2 separate regions of the Mus musculus genome follow, and region 1 is linked to region 2. The links are chromatin contacts, called in public Micro-C maps. All regions are on one chromosome and are shown on one strand. The core of a region is the stretch at or near the end of the contact, and the rest is flanking DNA. Distances in the headings are between cores, read along the strand shown.

Region 1 (4,882 bases), core at 1,042-3,541, 38 kb before region 2:
GTGGGGTTTCCCTGTTTAAGGTGTTAAGGATACAAAACTCCAGGAGGTTGGGCTAGTCAAAAATATAAGTGCCGAGAGGGGAGGCTTTTATGAGTTAATTTGGTGATTAGATGACTAAGTACTTCTTTGTAGGGGTCAGATTGAACATGAAATTACCACTTTTTTCTTAAAAATAAATATCATCAATGTCATACATTCAACACAAGTAGGAGCTGTGCTTCGGTTTATTTACAGACATTGAGACGCTAAACACAAAATTAGCTACAATTTGATTCTCTGAATCCAAGATGCAGCATCAAAAAAAAAAAAGAGAGAGAGATTTTGGTTTTGTTGAAAAGAATTTTTTTTTTGAGACTGAGCCTCTCTATATAGATCAGGTTGGCCTCAAAAAGCACAAAGATCCAGCTGTCTCTCCTGAGTGCTGGGATTAAAGACATGTGCCATTTGGGCCCAGCAAAGTTTTAACAAGAGGTGTTTCTTTGATTTCTTTGTCTTTTATGTTTGTAAGGGAGTTAGAAATTGAGCTTATAACCCCCCCCCAACTATGGCCTGTGGAAAAGGAATCTTAAAGCCTCAAATTTCTTTGCTTATCACAGAACTGGAAGTGAATTTTGGTATCAATTCTGCTCTAACCCTTTGCAAAGCTTGAATGAAATACGCCATATAGGGCTTTAGTTTAACCTTTGACGGGTTGGAGCTATGTTCCCACTAATTCTATAACCTCACTGGCATCTTTTGCCAGCGGTGCTGGGATCTTGTCTGGGACTACTTCCTCTCAAACAGCTGTTTGAATCCCCTGCATCAACTCTTTCTCAGATAGAGATGAGTCCGACAAGATTTACATGGGATCTACTCAACTAGTTCTAAGTTACCACCCAGCAAATAAAATATAAGAGGTGCACTTGGAATTTCAGATAAACCGGGATGCGTATACACTAGAAATACTTGTCCTAACAGCTGGTTTGTATTGGCAGTTTATGAGGAGGTTAAGTTGAATGGGGTTCTCTGCATTTTTCTCTGCAGCGCCACCCTGGGTTTGTTTCTAGATGGGTTATGAGCTCCGAGGACTATTCCGAAGCCCACAGCCCACATGTCTTCATGGTCCTTTGCTGTAAAGTGGCTCAAAGATTTTTGTTTGTTTGTTTTCTCTTTTAAGTTCCTGGAAAAAAAAATACACAATCCAAAAATACATCTAGAACCACTGGGCTGATGTTGCCAAGAACTGAAAACCTAACTGTGCCCTCACCGGGAAGTGGGCAAGTCTGTGTCAAAGTACTGACTTTACATAAAATCATTCCTCTCCTCAAAGAAACCTGGTTTCTGGGCAAAGCCTGCAGACAGTGGTCACTTGTGTGAGAGCGCTCTTCCCACTGCCCACCACCCTGAGTGCGCACGTGTGCTGAAGCATCACTGTCATGGCCCAGGACTGGGATCCCACAGGACTACTGGCTAAGGGTGAGAATCAGCTGTGCCCGCTCCCTGTCCCTGATGCATTCCAAGGGCTGCATCTGTTGGGGCCCGTCAGCTCTGCCTCCCGGAATAGAAACAGACACGACCCAAGCTGCCCATTTTTAGTTAAGTCCGCCGAAACAGGGATTCCACTTTGTCGCTTTGTCATCAAAATGATTTTTTTTTAAATGTGAAACATAAATCAAGATAACCATATGTGCACATTTAGTACAAAAATCTATATTTATTTTCTGTCAACTAACAAATGTAGGGTATTTGCGGGGGTAGGGGCTCAATTTTGTCGAGAAGTTATATTTTGGGGAGTCAGAGGGTTCATTTGAGTTTTGTATTATTAATTCAGCTAAAACTAGTAAAATTGTGTCTTTCCTAAGCAGTTGTGTTGACCAAACCACATGTTTAAGTGGTTGCTAATGAAATTAAAAATGGAATTCTAAATCTCCTGAGCAAGCCCTAAGAATTTTCTTTGTTCTTCTTCTCTATAAAATAGTGGAAGAAAAACGTATACTATTTAGAGATTTAAAACAATCATTACAAAGCTCATGTAATTTTACTTTTATAGCGTATCACTCATACATATCAGTTACTGTGTCTGTTTCCTTGGTTACAACATTTCTCAAATTCCAGGACAAAGTTTTCTGTCTCCCAACTTCAGATCAAGGGACATGACCTGTAGCACCCAGCTGGAGATACCCTGTAGGAAAATAGCTCTACTGCCACCAACACTCAGACACCCCCACTGTCTCCCACCCACACAGCCATACACACCCTAGGATCCAGTCGGCACGAGTTGGTAGTTGCGGTCCCAGCTTCTCTCTCCCGGTGGTGTGAAGTGAGAGCCCGCTGGTAATGGGGAAGGTTTAACAGCAGACTCCTTTGGGGAGGTGATCTGTGGAGAGAAAGGGAGGGTGGGAGAAGGGAAACCCAGTGAGGAGTCACCAGCAGCCGCCTGACAAACCCTAGTGGCAGTAATTTTTAGAATCACCCCTTGCCATCTCACTGGAGCAAACAGGCTGAGCCTGCGTGCTGGCCTGGAGCAGCCTGAGCCCTCCTCTCCCTCTTTGGTCTTCAGCTCGAGGGCAACGCTGGGGAAGAGGGCGGTGCCCTGGTTGGTGGAGAGGGGTTGGGTTTCTTGACCTGGCCAGGTTGTTTTGTTCATTTGTTTTTAAGTCATGGACTCAATGGATGCGAGGAAAGAAAATTAGCTAAACGGATGTTCAATTGCAATTGATGGAATTGAAGCCGGGACTTGAGAATTGTTGTAAGAAGAGAGTTGTGGACAAAAGTTAGTTTCTAGGAAGGTAAATAGCCGTCACCTCAGGTCCTGTGAGGAGACTGGTTATAAATAGACTGTTCTGTAGAGGAGGAGACATGTTTACCAGGACAGGAGATATTCTGCTACACTTCAGTATGGAGTTGACATTTCATAGTTTAACAAAGCCAGGCTTGTGACCAGCCCTCCATCGGCCATTGATTCACAGGAGGGTCTGTGATAAACACACTTGTGCAGAAGCATGCTGGGAAATGCCTACTCTGGGAACATTTCAGGCAAGAAAAGCAATTCAAATGATTGTAATTGACAGAGGGCTTTTATAGGCACCTGGAGTACGAAATGACTTTCTAAAGGTCAGTGTGGTATCATCTTCAGTAACGGGCAGATAGATCATTGAAAAGAAACTTCCTAATAACCCGCATCAGTCCGATGCTGTCCGTGGCCTACTGAGAAACCTTTCTGCATTCTTTTTTATTTTTTTTATTTTTTTTATTTAAGTACACTGTAGCTGTCTTTAGACACACCAGAAGAGGGCGTCAGATCTCATTATGGATGGTTGTAAGCCACCATGTGGTTGTGGGATTTGAACTCAGGACCTTCAGAAGAGCAGTCAGTGCTCTTACCCGCTGAGCCATCCTACCAGCCCCCTTTCTTCATTCTTAAATGCTACAACTGTGAAGAGTCCTGGATACTGAGGACAAGAGAGAAAAATCTCGAAGAGAGAATTTAAAGATGTGGAGAGGCTCCCAGAAGCCAGACTTTTGGGACCATTGTGTAGCAAGAAAATATAATTAAAATGTATGTAGCCCAGGGTTAACAATGGAGGAGCTAGAGAAAGGATCCAAGGAGCTGAAGGGGTTTGCAGCCCCATAGAAGGAACAACAATATCAACTAACCAGTACCCCCAGAGTTCCCAGGGACTAAACCACTAACCAAAGAGTATACATTGGAGGAAACCATGGCTCCAGCTGCATATGTAGCAGAGGATGGCCTTGTGGGACATCAATGAGAGGAGAGGCCCTTGGTCTTGTGAAGGCTCGATGCCCCAGTGTAGGAGAATGCCAGGGCCAGGAAGCAGGAGTGGGTGGGCTGGGGAGCAGGGGAAGAGGGGATGGGATAGGGTGTTAGAAGGGGAAATGAGGAAAGGAGATAAAATTTAAAATGTAAATAAAGAGAATATCTAATAATAAAAAATGTATGTAACCTAATATGTTAAAAATAAGCTCAAATGAGTAATCAACAGAAAACCGATGAGAAAAATAAGAAAAACTGGAAACAACTGTGTTCTAATGACAAAATGGCACCTTGGTAAGATCCAACAGAGGAGTGGAAGTTAGAGAAGCTGTAAGACAGGTATGATGTAGAAAGGGCTCCTGTCCTCCCTCCCCATTTCTTCGTTTCCCTCTTCCCTTCTTTCTCTTTTTCTCCTTCCTTCTTTCTCTCCTTCTCCCTTTCTCCTTCTTTCTTTCTCCAAGACCAGGCCTTACTATGTAACTCAAAGCTAACATGGAACTCACTATGTAGCCCAGGATACCCATGATCTTAGATGTTTGGCTTCCACTCATGGATCCTTAGCACAGAAGGTGGGAGAAGCAAACTCAGGCGGTTTATTTAATAGTTCACACTGAAGTCATTCTACCATTGGTTTTGAAATGAGGTCTTACTATATTGCCTGAGCTAATCATGAAAGACTCAAGAGTTCCTCCTACTTCCATCTCCATAATACCTTGGCGTATCCTTGTATTCCAGTAACCCTCACTGCCTTGATGCAGGTAAAGGGCCAAAGCATTCAACCCTGTTTTCCGTAGACCAAAAACCCACCGCCGTGCTAGTGCAATGGTGTAAGCTCACTGTGTGAGCGCAGTGTCCGGATCCTACAGAGGGCAGGATGGCAGGGCGCACACCTGCAACTCCAGCATTCTTATGGCAAAGTGGGAGGTAGAGACAGCGAGTCCGCCCAGAAGCTCACAGGCCAGCTTACAGCGGCCCCCGTGTGCTGCTACTCCCAGCTGCTTGCTTTCAGGAGCAGGGTGGGACAGCGCAGAATTAATAAGCAGAATTCTTATCTCATTCAGGCTGTGGGAAACCGAGCTAAGGAGACCAAGTCGAGGATGGAGGACACTTTAGAAACTATTCCTATGG
Region 2 (5,053 bases), core at 1,618-4,117:
TAGACTCACCATGAAAATACCATCACGATTGAGGACTGACTAATCATGAAATAGAGGACACTGATAACAAAGTCATTCTATCAGATAACAGAGCAGCTGAAGCCCAGGAGACCAGCACAGAGACCTTGGCTTGTCTATGCTCTTTAGAATAGAGAGGGGGTGGGGGGAGAGAGAGGAAACGAGAGCAGGTTGGCCTGCAAGAATGAATGACCTTGAGGATTAAGCAGATAGACCGATGTAGAAGGGAAGGAAGCTGGGTAGAGACATAGATCATGAAGAATCTAAGCTCTGACTCACCTCTCCCTACTGTGTCTGTAATAGATCCAGTTCTCTTCACTGGTCTTCCTTGGCTAATCACATTATTGATGCTATCTAGGGTTGGGGCAGAGGTTCTCACCCTTCCTAAGGCTGCAACCCTTTTGTATAGTTCCTTATGCTGTGGTGACCCCACCCCAACCATAAAATTATTTTTGTTGCTACTCCATAACTGTAATTTTGCTACCTTTAGGAACCAGAAGGTAAAGGTCTGATATGTCGAATATCTGATATGAAATCCCCAAAGGGGTCTTGACCCACAGGTTGGAAACCAGTGGCCTGGCAGCAGCTTGCCAGCCTGGTGTGAAGAGTTCTTGCCAGGCTGGTCTGAAGACTTCTTCTCATGTGTCCTTCTGAACAAACAATGGAAATATTGAAATGTTTTATTCTAAGTGAGTCTGATTGTGTACAGCTTGAAATCTTCACAGGACAGACTTAATAAAACTATGACCACCAATAATAAAATAAGACTGTATCCACCAACTCCTTTGCTTCAGCTTTTGAAGACCCAAGCATTGGCCCACAGGAGGGAAGGGAGAGAAGAAGTTATTATTCTTATGGGAGAGGGGTGATATGGACGTCCAGGTTGGCCTGGGGTCACCATTATCTTAAGTTGGCCTTCTCTTCATGATCTTCTTCTGGTGTTCCTATTGAGCACACTGAAGCACACTAGCTGCAGGCCTAATAACCCTGTTGCAAAGCCCATGCTATCTCAACACCCCTCACCCAGTCCACACATCAGCATGAAAGCGTCCCAGGAGTGATCCTAGTTTGGGGATGCCAGTGGTTTCCCGATGGAACCCTTGACTGAAACATTTCCCAGCTTCCCCAGGACTTCACAGAGAGTGGGGAGGTGAGACTCCCATTCTGTTGCTGTGTTGCTCTCTTGCAATGCTCTGTGTCCAACAGTGGTTAATAGAAACACCAACAAAGGAAATGCAAGAAGAAAATTCTGCTGCTGCAAGGCTTTCCTGGAACTGACAGAGACGGAGTGTCCTACAGCCGTACTGCAAATGCTATCTGTGAGCTCCATCACCCTTAGGGTCTTGGGTTAATTCTCCTGAAAACCATTTCCTATGTCTGCCTTTCTCACAGAGCTACCATCGTGAATCAATGTTCCTTGAGACCTAGGAAGCAAGTCCCTGAGCCAGAGGGGACCATGTCTGGTCTCTATGTTATAAATCACTGTTTCAACAACCCCAGTGCGCACTGTCTTTATCTCTGTGGAAGACTGCTGTCTTAGTCACAGCTGATGCATGACTCAAAGAAAATGTTACCTTTTACTTCAATGTCTGTTTTTGTCCTGGGAAAATCCCAAGCCATTCTTCTTTGCTGGATACTTTTCTTGACACCCGTAGCTTCTGAAAGCTAGAACTGTCCAAATTGTGAGCCATCTGACTCTGTTCCCTTACTGGAACCAGGTCAGGTGCCTGAGAGGTTGGTACCACCAGCCCCGGGAGCTGTCAGGGGTACATCTCATCTCTTCCTCCACTCCTGCCTGTAGGGCTCTTATTTACTTAGCTGTCGAGCCAGAATAGAATCAGACACCATTCTATCTCAGACCCTTCTTTGAGCGGAAGTACCCAAGGCACACAATGCTGGTCAGCAAAGATGGCCTAGGTGCAGCTAGGAAGGTAGTAACTGGAAGCAGAGCCTGCAGTGGCACATTAGAGGACAGCCAAGCCAGGACAGAAGAGGGGCTGGGTTCACCTTCACGGCTAGCACCAGCAGCAAGACCCATAGTCATCACCACCACTATGACTTCCTCCAGAGAGGCACTGGAAGATCCCGAGAGGAAAATGAAGGGGGGTAGTGAAGCACTTTCTCGGGAGGCAGCAGGGGGATACTTTATAAAGCCCTAAAGGTTACCCAAGACAAACATTTCTGCAACATTGTATTCAGTTTTATTTTCAAATAATTTTCCTTGCAACAACAGCTGTCATCTACAAACTACCCCAGGTGCAGAAGGTACAGGCAAACGTTACACAGGTGGAAGGCAGATTATTATTATTTAAAAAAAAACAATTTAACAAATGTTAGGATCAACTGTAGTTGCCTGTATCCTTGTTTGGAGTTTTTGTGTCTCCTGTGAAATCTCAAAATGGAGAGTCCCATCAGCTTCTGTCAGACACATCCTGGAGATTATCTGGAGAGTTCTCAGGCACCAACCACTCTGGGGGAAAAGCCCAGAATTGCTTTCTTAGATGCACCTCCCCCTCCACGTGATCAGAAATGTAGTTAGGATGAAGAACTGCTGTGTTAGCTTCGAGGTCCCAGCATATTGGTAGATTAGGAAGATGGAGAAGCCAGCCATGTTTCAGTAAAGGTGCTGTGCTGCCTAGCCTTATAGCAATTTTGAAGGAACTCTAGCTAGCTGGAGCATGACACATATGGTTCTGGCAAACCTTGCCCTTCTCCCTCATTCCCTCTGCCTTGCTAAAAACTGTTAGATTACATTCCTAAAGCTAGCCCCCAAGGTCTATTTCCTTATTTGTCCATTTCCTCTTTCTGAGGCCGACTGTCATGGTCCAGTTATCAAAGGATTGAAGTCATCCAGCAATCCAAAGCCCTCTTTGCCCTCCTGGCAAAGGCAATCAAACACCATGTTAGTTGTGGTGTTCTTATATCAGCCAAGGCCAAAGCAGTTCTACGGTTATCCTAGCTTGATGCCTAGCTTGATGGCTAAAGCTGTTTTATGCCTAGAACTCATATGAATCAAATCAAATTCAGGCAGCACAGCCGGGGAGGAAGAAGACAGAGGTCTGTGGACTGCTGTGCCACCCACAGATCAGCACTAGGCAGGCCTTAGACTTGCCACTACATGTTATAGTTGCTTGTATTCTCATGCTAATTAGGTTTCCCCCAAACCTGTTTGTGGTGTGTCCCACATGTAAAACTGAGGGACCCCCCACCTCCAGTTGGGTTTGATTGGTAAATAAAGCTGCTCTGGGCAGAGAGACAGAGGCTAGATTTATTATTATTATTATTATTATTATTATTATTTTGGTTGTTTTCAAAACAGGGTTTCTCCGTATAGTCCTGGATGTCCTGGAACTCACTCTGTAGACCAGGCTGGCCTGGAACTCAGAAATCCATCTGCCTCTGCCTCCCAAGTGCTGGGATTAAAGGCGTGCGCCACCACTGCCTGGCTAAAGTTTTTTTGGTTTTTGTTTTGGTTTTTTGGTGTTTTTGAGGCTGGACTTTTAGGATTCCCCAGGCAAGGGACCTAGGAGGAAGAAGGAGGCATCTTCCAGTCCAGGAGAAGGAGAACCAAGACACCACACCAGAGAGAAAGAGCAGCATGGCGGACTGTAGGAGCTGGGGTAACGCAGCCCGAGAGGGCTGCATATCTGGGTCTAGGATAGCCAAGATAGAATATAGGTTTTAGTAAAGTAATAACTTGGGAATATTGGATAGAGGTAGTTTAGCCACGTGGAGGTTAGGAAGTAGCCCAGCCATTGAGCTATTTAAGGCATATACAAATATAAAGGCTGTGTAAATGTGTCTTTCATGCAGAAACCCAGAACACTGGGGCAGGAACTCAGCCGAAGTTGCTGGTAGGATAGATTTGAGTAGCATTAACTGGGTATTGCTGGGTACTGCTACACCATGTAGCACGGATGGAAGATGTCACCCCAGGCCCCGGGCTCTGCCAGCTACGTGGCCAGCCTGCAGTGGGAGTCTCCACAGTGAATGGGAATGTAGTGGTCAGATGGGAGAGAAAGAGAAGTGGAGCAGCTTGAACGTTATAAAGAGAGATAGACATCGAGACTCCAGGGTAGCCTGTTGAAAGTGGCCAGCCCTGGCACCCGGGGCAACAGTGAGGTCCCACCTCAAGCTGCCACTGAGGGCCGTGTCTGAGTCTGGGGTTCAATACCAACAAGTCCATGTTGATGTCCCATGTGACCACTAGTGAACATGAGGACGTCCCTGGTCGAGGCAGCTGCTGGGGACCATGTGGATGTCCAGGGACGTGCAGAACTAGCTCTGTGCAGTCGTTGGAAAGTGAGGGGTAGAAAGAAATGCCTTAAGAAACAAAGTGTCAAAGGCACACACGTTTGCATACTCTTTATGCTGTTCACCCAGCCCTGGGCTCCCAACAGCAGTGAGTGACTCCCAGAGGGTAAGAGCTTTGTTATGTTCAAAATGTTAGAGCAGCTGTACAAATGCCCACTACGGAAAAACTCCTTCTGGTCAAGAGAACAGAATCTTTGGCCTGGTGGAGACCTAACATTCTAGTTGGGCCAGGCAGTTACCCTGGGACAAGAGACCACCCCCAGGGAAGTAAGCTCACCTTAAGCCACGTTAAAGAGATAGGCTTGCTATTGTTCCTTTAACAGGATACTGTAATTTTCTTTTCTATGATCCCCACCCCCCAGTACAGTCCCTAGGAGCCACCATGAGCTTTGGAGGGAGAGGTACAACTTAGACAATTTCTTCCTCCCTCCTTCCCTCCCTCCCTCCTCCTCCTCTTCCTCCTCCTCTTCCCCCCCCCCCCACCTATCCTATGCATTTCCTGATACGTTGGGCGTCCATTCTCTTTCTCTAATGCTACCTACCTCTCACATCCTACCTTGTAGCTGCTTTTTCATCATGTGTCTGATTTCCATGCCAGCTTACATTGAAATCCATGCTTGAGTTCTTTTACTAATAAGACTAAGATTCCCGAGGGGGAATCCTAACCCCTGTAATCCCATGGTCAGTTCAGACTTAACCTGCTTCTTCTCGCCATAACTTA

Evidence for each region. A called contact is a pair of places that touch in the nucleus more often than the background predicts.
Region 1: a Micro-C map of granulosa cells shows a contact between it and region 2, with 2.3 times the contacts expected there. The contact joins the promoter of Klhl31 here to the enhancer-like site in region 2. A contact is called at or near these places in 1 of 39 promoter capture datasets (liver), 6 of 484 Hi-C or Micro-C datasets (the AML12 cell line, the HL-1 cell line, Sertoli cells and 3 more), 1 of 115 datasets of contacts at active chromatin or transcription factors (embryonic stem cells) and 1 of 9 other capture datasets (liver).

Annotation. Positions count from the first base shown.
Region 1 is chr9:77,634,141-77,639,022 of GRCm38.p6, reverse strand. Klhl31 (kelch-like 31) reads right to left here and starts at 2,291. Exons shown (of 3, transcript NM_172925.2): 1 at 2,236-2,291.
Region 2 is chr9:77,596,590-77,601,642 of GRCm38.p6, reverse strand. No RefSeq gene overlaps it. Among named protein-coding and RNA genes, the nearest start is that of Klhl31, 38 kb to the left of the region's middle. Within about 2 kb of position 2,867, at least 7 of the 459 cell types and tissues checked have an H3K27ac peak or open chromatin away from gene starts, as enhancers often do. A contact at or near this core is called in granulosa cells, where this site is marked.